2 separate regions of the Macaca mulatta genome follow, and region 1 is linked to region 2. The links are chromatin contacts, called in public Hi-C maps. All regions are on one chromosome and are shown on one strand. The core of a region is the stretch at or near the end of the contact, and the rest is flanking DNA. Distances in the headings are between cores, read along the strand shown. Region 1 holds the start of RTTN (rotatin). Region 2 holds the start of LOC144336454.

Region 1 (2,969 bases), core at 23-2,522, 88 kb after region 2:
GGCAAAATAGGAATGGGAATACAGTAGGCCTCTGCTGTCCACTGGTTGCACACAGAGAATTCAACACACAGGGGATGGAAAATATTCGGGGGAAAAAACCCCACAATTGAAAATAACAATACAACAATTAAAAAATAGTATGAATAAAAAGTACAGTGTAACAACTATTTACATAGCATTTACATTGTATTAGGTATTGTAAGCAATCTAGAGATGACTTAAAAGTATACAGGAGGATGTGTGTAGGTTATATGCAAATATGACACCATTTTATAAAACAGACTTAAGCATGGGTGGATTTGGGTATTTACGGGGGTCCTAGAACCAATTACCTAGGGATACCGAGGGCCCACTTTACCTGCCTTGACATCCCTTTCCCCGGGAAAGTGAAAGGATCAGAGCGAGAAAATGCTCTCTAAAATGCAAATCATTTTCCAAATGCAATTTTGTTGTTGATCTTACCGCTGCTTTGAATTAAAAAAAAAAAAAAAAAAAAAGAAAAAAAAAATGATTTGCTCAGCTCGATTACTGTGCACGGTGCAAAAAATCAACTTTGGTGGCATTCAGCAAATCATACACCCAAGTCCCGCCTTTATTTTCCTTTTTGCAGCCCGGTTTCTCTCTTCTGCTCATTCATACCCGCCCACCCCGCTTTTGTAGCTTGCTTGTTCATATCTGAACTTGGGTATCCAAAGGCACTGCTTGACTTTGCAGGTACATTTCACAGTTAAAGAGGGTCCGTCATTTAGTAGTCGGGGATGGGAAGAACTGTCACAAAGCAAAAGTCTACATTCTAAATCGTGAAGTTCTGGGAGCTGAGAATCATACTGGCAGGGCCAAGAACGAATCCGTCGCTGAGCGAGGAGGCGGGGCTCCTGTCGGGGCCTCTTGCAGCCCGCGCTGGGTTCCTGAATTCCCGCGCTGTAAGCCGGAACCCCAGGCCAGCGGGCGCCGCGGCGGGACCGGAGCTGGGTGCAGGACGCACGACCCAGCCAGAACTACAACTCCCGACGTGCGCGGCGGCCAACGCCGGTTCTACCCCTGCTTGTTGCTTTCTTTTTTTTTTTTCCCTCTTCTTGCGACGGAGACTGCTGTCCAGGAAGTGCGCAGTAGTGATTCTAGAAAGGCTGGAAGCTCTCCTGGCGACGCGGGGCCCGCGAACGGCTCACGGAATGCCTCCTACTCCTAGTGAGCGCAGGCGTTGCGGAACCCACCGTCCCACAGGACGTGTTTCCGGGAGACATTAATTGTGGCCGGACTCAGTGGCGCGGCAGTTTAACTCTCCGGCGGCTGCCGATTGATGGGACGAGATGGTCCTGGCGGGGCTCATCAGAAAACTCGGTAACTGTCAGGTTGCCCCTCGCCTAAGGCACCCTCCCCTGCCCTGGCCACTTGCTGAGAATGGTCGTGTCACGTTTCCGCGGCCGGCCACTCCGCGACCGCTGCCTCTTTCGCCCCCGCTTTGCCCGGGTAGCCCTCGGGGACCCATCTCGGACTTTGTGTAAACTCCGCGGTTGGCGTCCCGAAGGCACCAGCGGCCTGCTTCTGAAAAAACTGGTTTATTCCATCTTCACGCCGCTCCTGCTCATAGCATAAGTAACGTAGTTTTAGAATGAAATCTGGGTGGGCGTCTCTTTGCAGTGGGGAACTAAAATAGTTTTGTGCCGTTCGTTGACAGGTCATCAGCTGGCCGAGATCAGGGAGCGCGCTCTCAAGAGTATTCTCTGCAAGATTGAGCACAACTTAATCTGCTACGCTGATCTCATTCAGGAGAGGCAACTTTTTCTTCATTTGCTGGAATGGTTCAATTTCCCGTCCGTTCCAGTGAAGGAAGAGGTTCTGAACTTGTTAAGCAGATTGGTTAAGGTAGGATCATTTTGAAATAAAATAATCAGACGAGTGACTGTTTCTTAGTCTTTTAATTGTAGCGTTTATTGAAAGTTAAATAATTGGGGTTAAAGGGTTTTTTTTTTTTAAACAACCAGAGATGTTTAATTCATCTGGGTATATATTGCTCATCTTTTATTTGTGATACTGAATCCCACAGAGTCTCTGCCGTGTTCAGAAGTAACACAGAACTTCTTTTGAGATTTGGTGTATTCTGATTTTTGGAGTTATCTTTGGAGGTTAATATTTGTATTCTGTTTTTATTTTCTGATATTTACATCTTAAAAATTAGATGTGTCAATATGAAAGGGAGCACGTTTAAAAATAATGTTACATAACCGTGATTCATAAATACTAATGTTAAGTTGCTTCCCCGTATGCTTTTAGATTGGTATTCTTATGCCTACCTCAAGAGTAGTTAGCTGTCAGGGTCAGATATCAAAGTGTAAGTTTAACCTTTCAAAACGAAATCACTGTACAACGGTAGAGGAATCTTACTACTTTGACATCATGGTAACCGGCTGGGGCTGGGACCAGAAGGTGAGCGTCAGTGGAAAAAAGTAACCCATTACAAAAATAAGAGTAGGGATTGATAATGTGCATTTCTAGTGTTCAGTGTGTTGGCTCATCTTTCATAAACGTTATCAAGTGTTGGTTGTATGTCTCTATGAGTATGTACTCCTCATGGAAGTGCCTTACTTCGGGGCAGAGCCATGAAGGATTTGTTTTTCAGAAAAGGAACATCCGATATACCAAAAATAATTTTATGTTTTGATTGCTGTAAGTTAAGGTTTAGAGATTTTGATAGAGTTATTCTCAAGATCATCCTCTTCTTATTTTAGTATCCCCCAGCAGTCCAGCATTTGGTTGACCTTGGTGCAGTAGAGTTCTTAGCTAAGCTTCGGTCGAATGTGGAGCCGAATCTGCAGGCTGAAATTGATGGCATTCTGGATGGACTTTTCATTCTTCCTTCGGAAGTTCCTGCACTGTCTTCTGCCTCATACCAGACCAATCAAACTGGTAACTCGTTGGAATCAACTTGAGGGATATCTGTTAAAATATAAATACATTCATTCTAATGG
Region 2 (3,051 bases), core at 274-2,773:
CCAAGTTTTGTGCCAGGACCTGCCCCTGAGAAACGTCCATAATTCTGCTCTGTGAGCCACAGGGGTGTACCTGAAGTTGCCAACTCCCGAAGCAAACTGAAAATTCAGGCCCGTGTCGGTCCCAGGAGCGGTTTAAATTCCACAATCGTCTCCTCCCTATACCCGGGTGAGTGCGCTGCCGGCCGGCGGCACCTTCAGCGGCAGAGCAGCCCCGGCCTGCATCTCCACCAGCGCCGGCGCGACCTCGCGGTGGGGCGGGGGCGTCCCCGAGTCCCAGCGCCGCGCCCCAGGCCCGCCCTCGCGTCTGCGGCCTCGCCGCGCCCCGACCCCGAGCCCCAGCCCGCGGAGGTCCGAGAAGGGACCCGGCCGGGGCGCAGAGCCGCGGAAGCCCCGCGCCGCCGCCCAGGCCTCGCGGAGCCCCGGCCTCTCCCCGGCGAGCTGCGGGCAACAAAGGCGGCGGCCCGGGCCGGCGCGCCGCGGCCGAAGAGGCCGAGGGGTCGGGAAGAGCCGCCCGCGGCCGCGCAGGCCTCGGCCCTTCAGGGGCCGCCGCGCCCCGGCCCCGGCTCCCCGGTTCCCGCGTCCCCGCTCCCGGGCCTGGGCCCGGTCCCCGTTCCCTGTTCCCCGGCCCTGGCCCCCGCCCGCGCACCCGCCGAGACGGCGCAGGGCCTCGCGCTGCCCCAGACCCGCCGCTGCAGCCCAGCGCCTGGCGGCCTCCCCGGCCCGGCCCGCGCCAGATCCGCCCCCTGCGCCCCGAGGCGAAAACCAGCCCCGCGGCCGGTGCCCCGCACCGCGAACGAGCCGAAGGCGGACGGCGAAGCTCGGCCCCTGCCTCCCGCCCGGGCTACCCGGACGCTCACCCGGAGGCGGCCCGGCTCCGCTTCCTCGCCCAGCGCCGGCGCGACTGCCGCGCTCGCCTTCTCTCCGCAACTCCTCCTCCCGCCTCCTTCCTCCTCCTCCTCCTTCAGGAGGGGCGCGCAGCCGCGGCGCCTCGGCCGGAGCGGGGAGCGGGTGCGGAGGAGCCGAGCGGGCCGCCCCGCGCCCACTACTCCGGCCGGCGGCGCAGGCGGGGTGTCGGGGCGCGCGGGACTGAGGCCGGGGGCCGCGCGGGGTGGGGCGGGGGCCGGGCACTAAGTGGGGGTTGCAAGGGGTGGGGCGCCGGGCCGGGGTCGTGGGGCGGGCGGGGCGCAGATCCCGGATCCCTACCCCCCGCGCCCCTCCACTGGTGCCTGCAGGCGGGCGCTCCTCCCGCCCCCAGTGTCCCTGTCCTGGTTTTTCCTTTGGTGCCTTCCCTCTGGCGGGGGTGGCCCCGGCTAACGCGGAAAGGATAGTCTCCTTGACCCCCCGGCCCCGCGGATTTGGCGGCTGCTGTCCCTGTGCCCCTGCGGCCGGCGGCCGGACCCCTGCACTGCCCGGGTCCGCTGGGCTCGCGCAGGGACCCCGGCCTCGTCCCCGCAGAGAGGGGACCCCAGGACAGACGCGCGCGCACGCTGTGCAGAGCCACAAGTGGGGAAACCCTCCCCACATCTCGACTGAATTGTGAAAAACGCTTTTTAAAAAGACAAACTTATTCCTTTTTTCAAGCCATCTGCTTTTCCATTTAGTCGTTTTCAGGGAGATTTTGTACAAGTAATAGTTGTTTGTGCCGCCCAATTCCAAGGTACTGTGATACACAAGTTGCATGTTGGAAACATGACTAATTTCTTTTGAAACTGGCTGGACATACTACTAATGTATAGCGGTACCACAAAAACTTGATTTTTGTCCATAAGAATCAATAGGAAAATTTGTATTTCTCTTACGATGAAAAGTGGTTTAAAAATGAATATCATTAGTATTTCAATAAAGCTTGGGGGGAGATAAGTATTATTAAAATCTAACAAGAATTATTGTGGACTTTAAAAGTTGTGTTTCTTGAATAGTATAGACCTTTTTAAAAGAAAACTGAAAGTACAGAGAAAAAAGGGCTAGAAAAAAAATCTAAAAAGTTGTTCAGGTATGAGTTTGTACCCAAATTATATCTCAATAAAGTTGTTAGTTACAAAAAAGTTCAAGTACAGTAATCTTAATTCCTATGTCCAATATACAATCTAGATTTCCGCAAGAATAACAGTGAAGTTGTATCTTTAGGTGATGCGAAGTTGATGTCATTTGTTATGTATCATACACTGTCATCTTCAGTTTTTACTTTGAATTTATTAGTAAAATACTACCATTATTGTTACCGTGATTGAAATGCAACACAATTCTCAAATATCTAATTACAGTGATTGGAGAATGTAGGTTGAAATAGAATTGTCAGAGAGGTTAGTGGGAAACACAACAAATAGTAATTAACAGTGGCTCATGCTTGTAATCCCAGCACTTTGGGAGGCCGAGGCGGGCAGATCACGAGATCAGGAGTTCGAGACCAGCCTGGCAAACACAGTGAAACCCCATCTCTACTAAAAATACAAAAAGTAGCTGGACGTGGTGGCAGCTGCCTGTAATCCCAGCTACTGGGGAGGTTGAAGCAGGAGAATCGTTTGAACCCGGGAGGCGGAGGTTGCAGTGAGCTGAAATCGCACCACTGCACTCCAGCCTGAGTGACAGAGCTAGATGCCATCTCAAAAAAAAAAAAAAAAGAAGGAAAGAAAGAAAGGAAGCAAATCCTACTGCCTCGGGGTGCCAGTGTCTCCTCATTTTTTCTAAAAAGGACAACTGGCAGGAGCTGTGCAGCAGGGGATTAGTGAGCCTTTCACACAGCAATGGGGCTGTGCAGGATGGGGAAGAGTTGACTCTTCCAGGAGACACTTAAATGTATGGTTAAGACCCTGGGGTTCTGAGTCTGGCAGAGCTGGACCAGAAGCTCAGTTTTGTCACACAGCTGTGTGACCTCAAACAAGTTTCTCAGTTGTAACCTCAGTTTCTATTTTTGTAAAGGGAGGTGAGGGAGCTTGATATTTATTATGTCAAATAGTTGTAAGATTACATGAAATAATGCACAAAAACCACTAGGTGCCTAATCTAGGTAATAAAATTTTATGAGTCAGGCCTTGCATTCAGCTCTTTTGA

What was found. A called contact is a pair of places that touch in the nucleus more often than the background predicts.
Region 1: a contact with region 2 is called in a Hi-C map of fetal cortex germinal zone, with 1.8 times the contacts expected there. The contact joins the promoter of RTTN here to the promoter of LOC144336454 in region 2. A contact is called at or near these places in 3 of 14 Hi-C or Micro-C datasets (cortical neurons, fetal cortex germinal zone and liver).

The regions. Positions count from the first base shown.
Region 1 is chr18:10,487,690-10,490,658 of T2T-MMU8v2.0, forward strand. RTTN (rotatin) reads left to right here and starts at 1,273. Exons shown (of 49, transcript XM_077974806.1): 1 at 1,273-1,341; 2 at 1,679-1,866; 3 at 2,730-2,907. The coding sequence starts at 1,311.
Region 2 is chr18:10,399,673-10,402,723 of T2T-MMU8v2.0, forward strand. It overlaps LOC144336454, which reads right to left and starts at 1,524. Exons shown (of 2, transcript XM_077975093.1): 1 at 71-1,524. The coding sequence starts at 1,524. The coding sequence ends at 157. It overlaps SOCS6 (suppressor of cytokine signaling 6), which reads right to left and starts at 903. Exons shown (of 2, transcript XM_001095656.5): 1 at 858-903.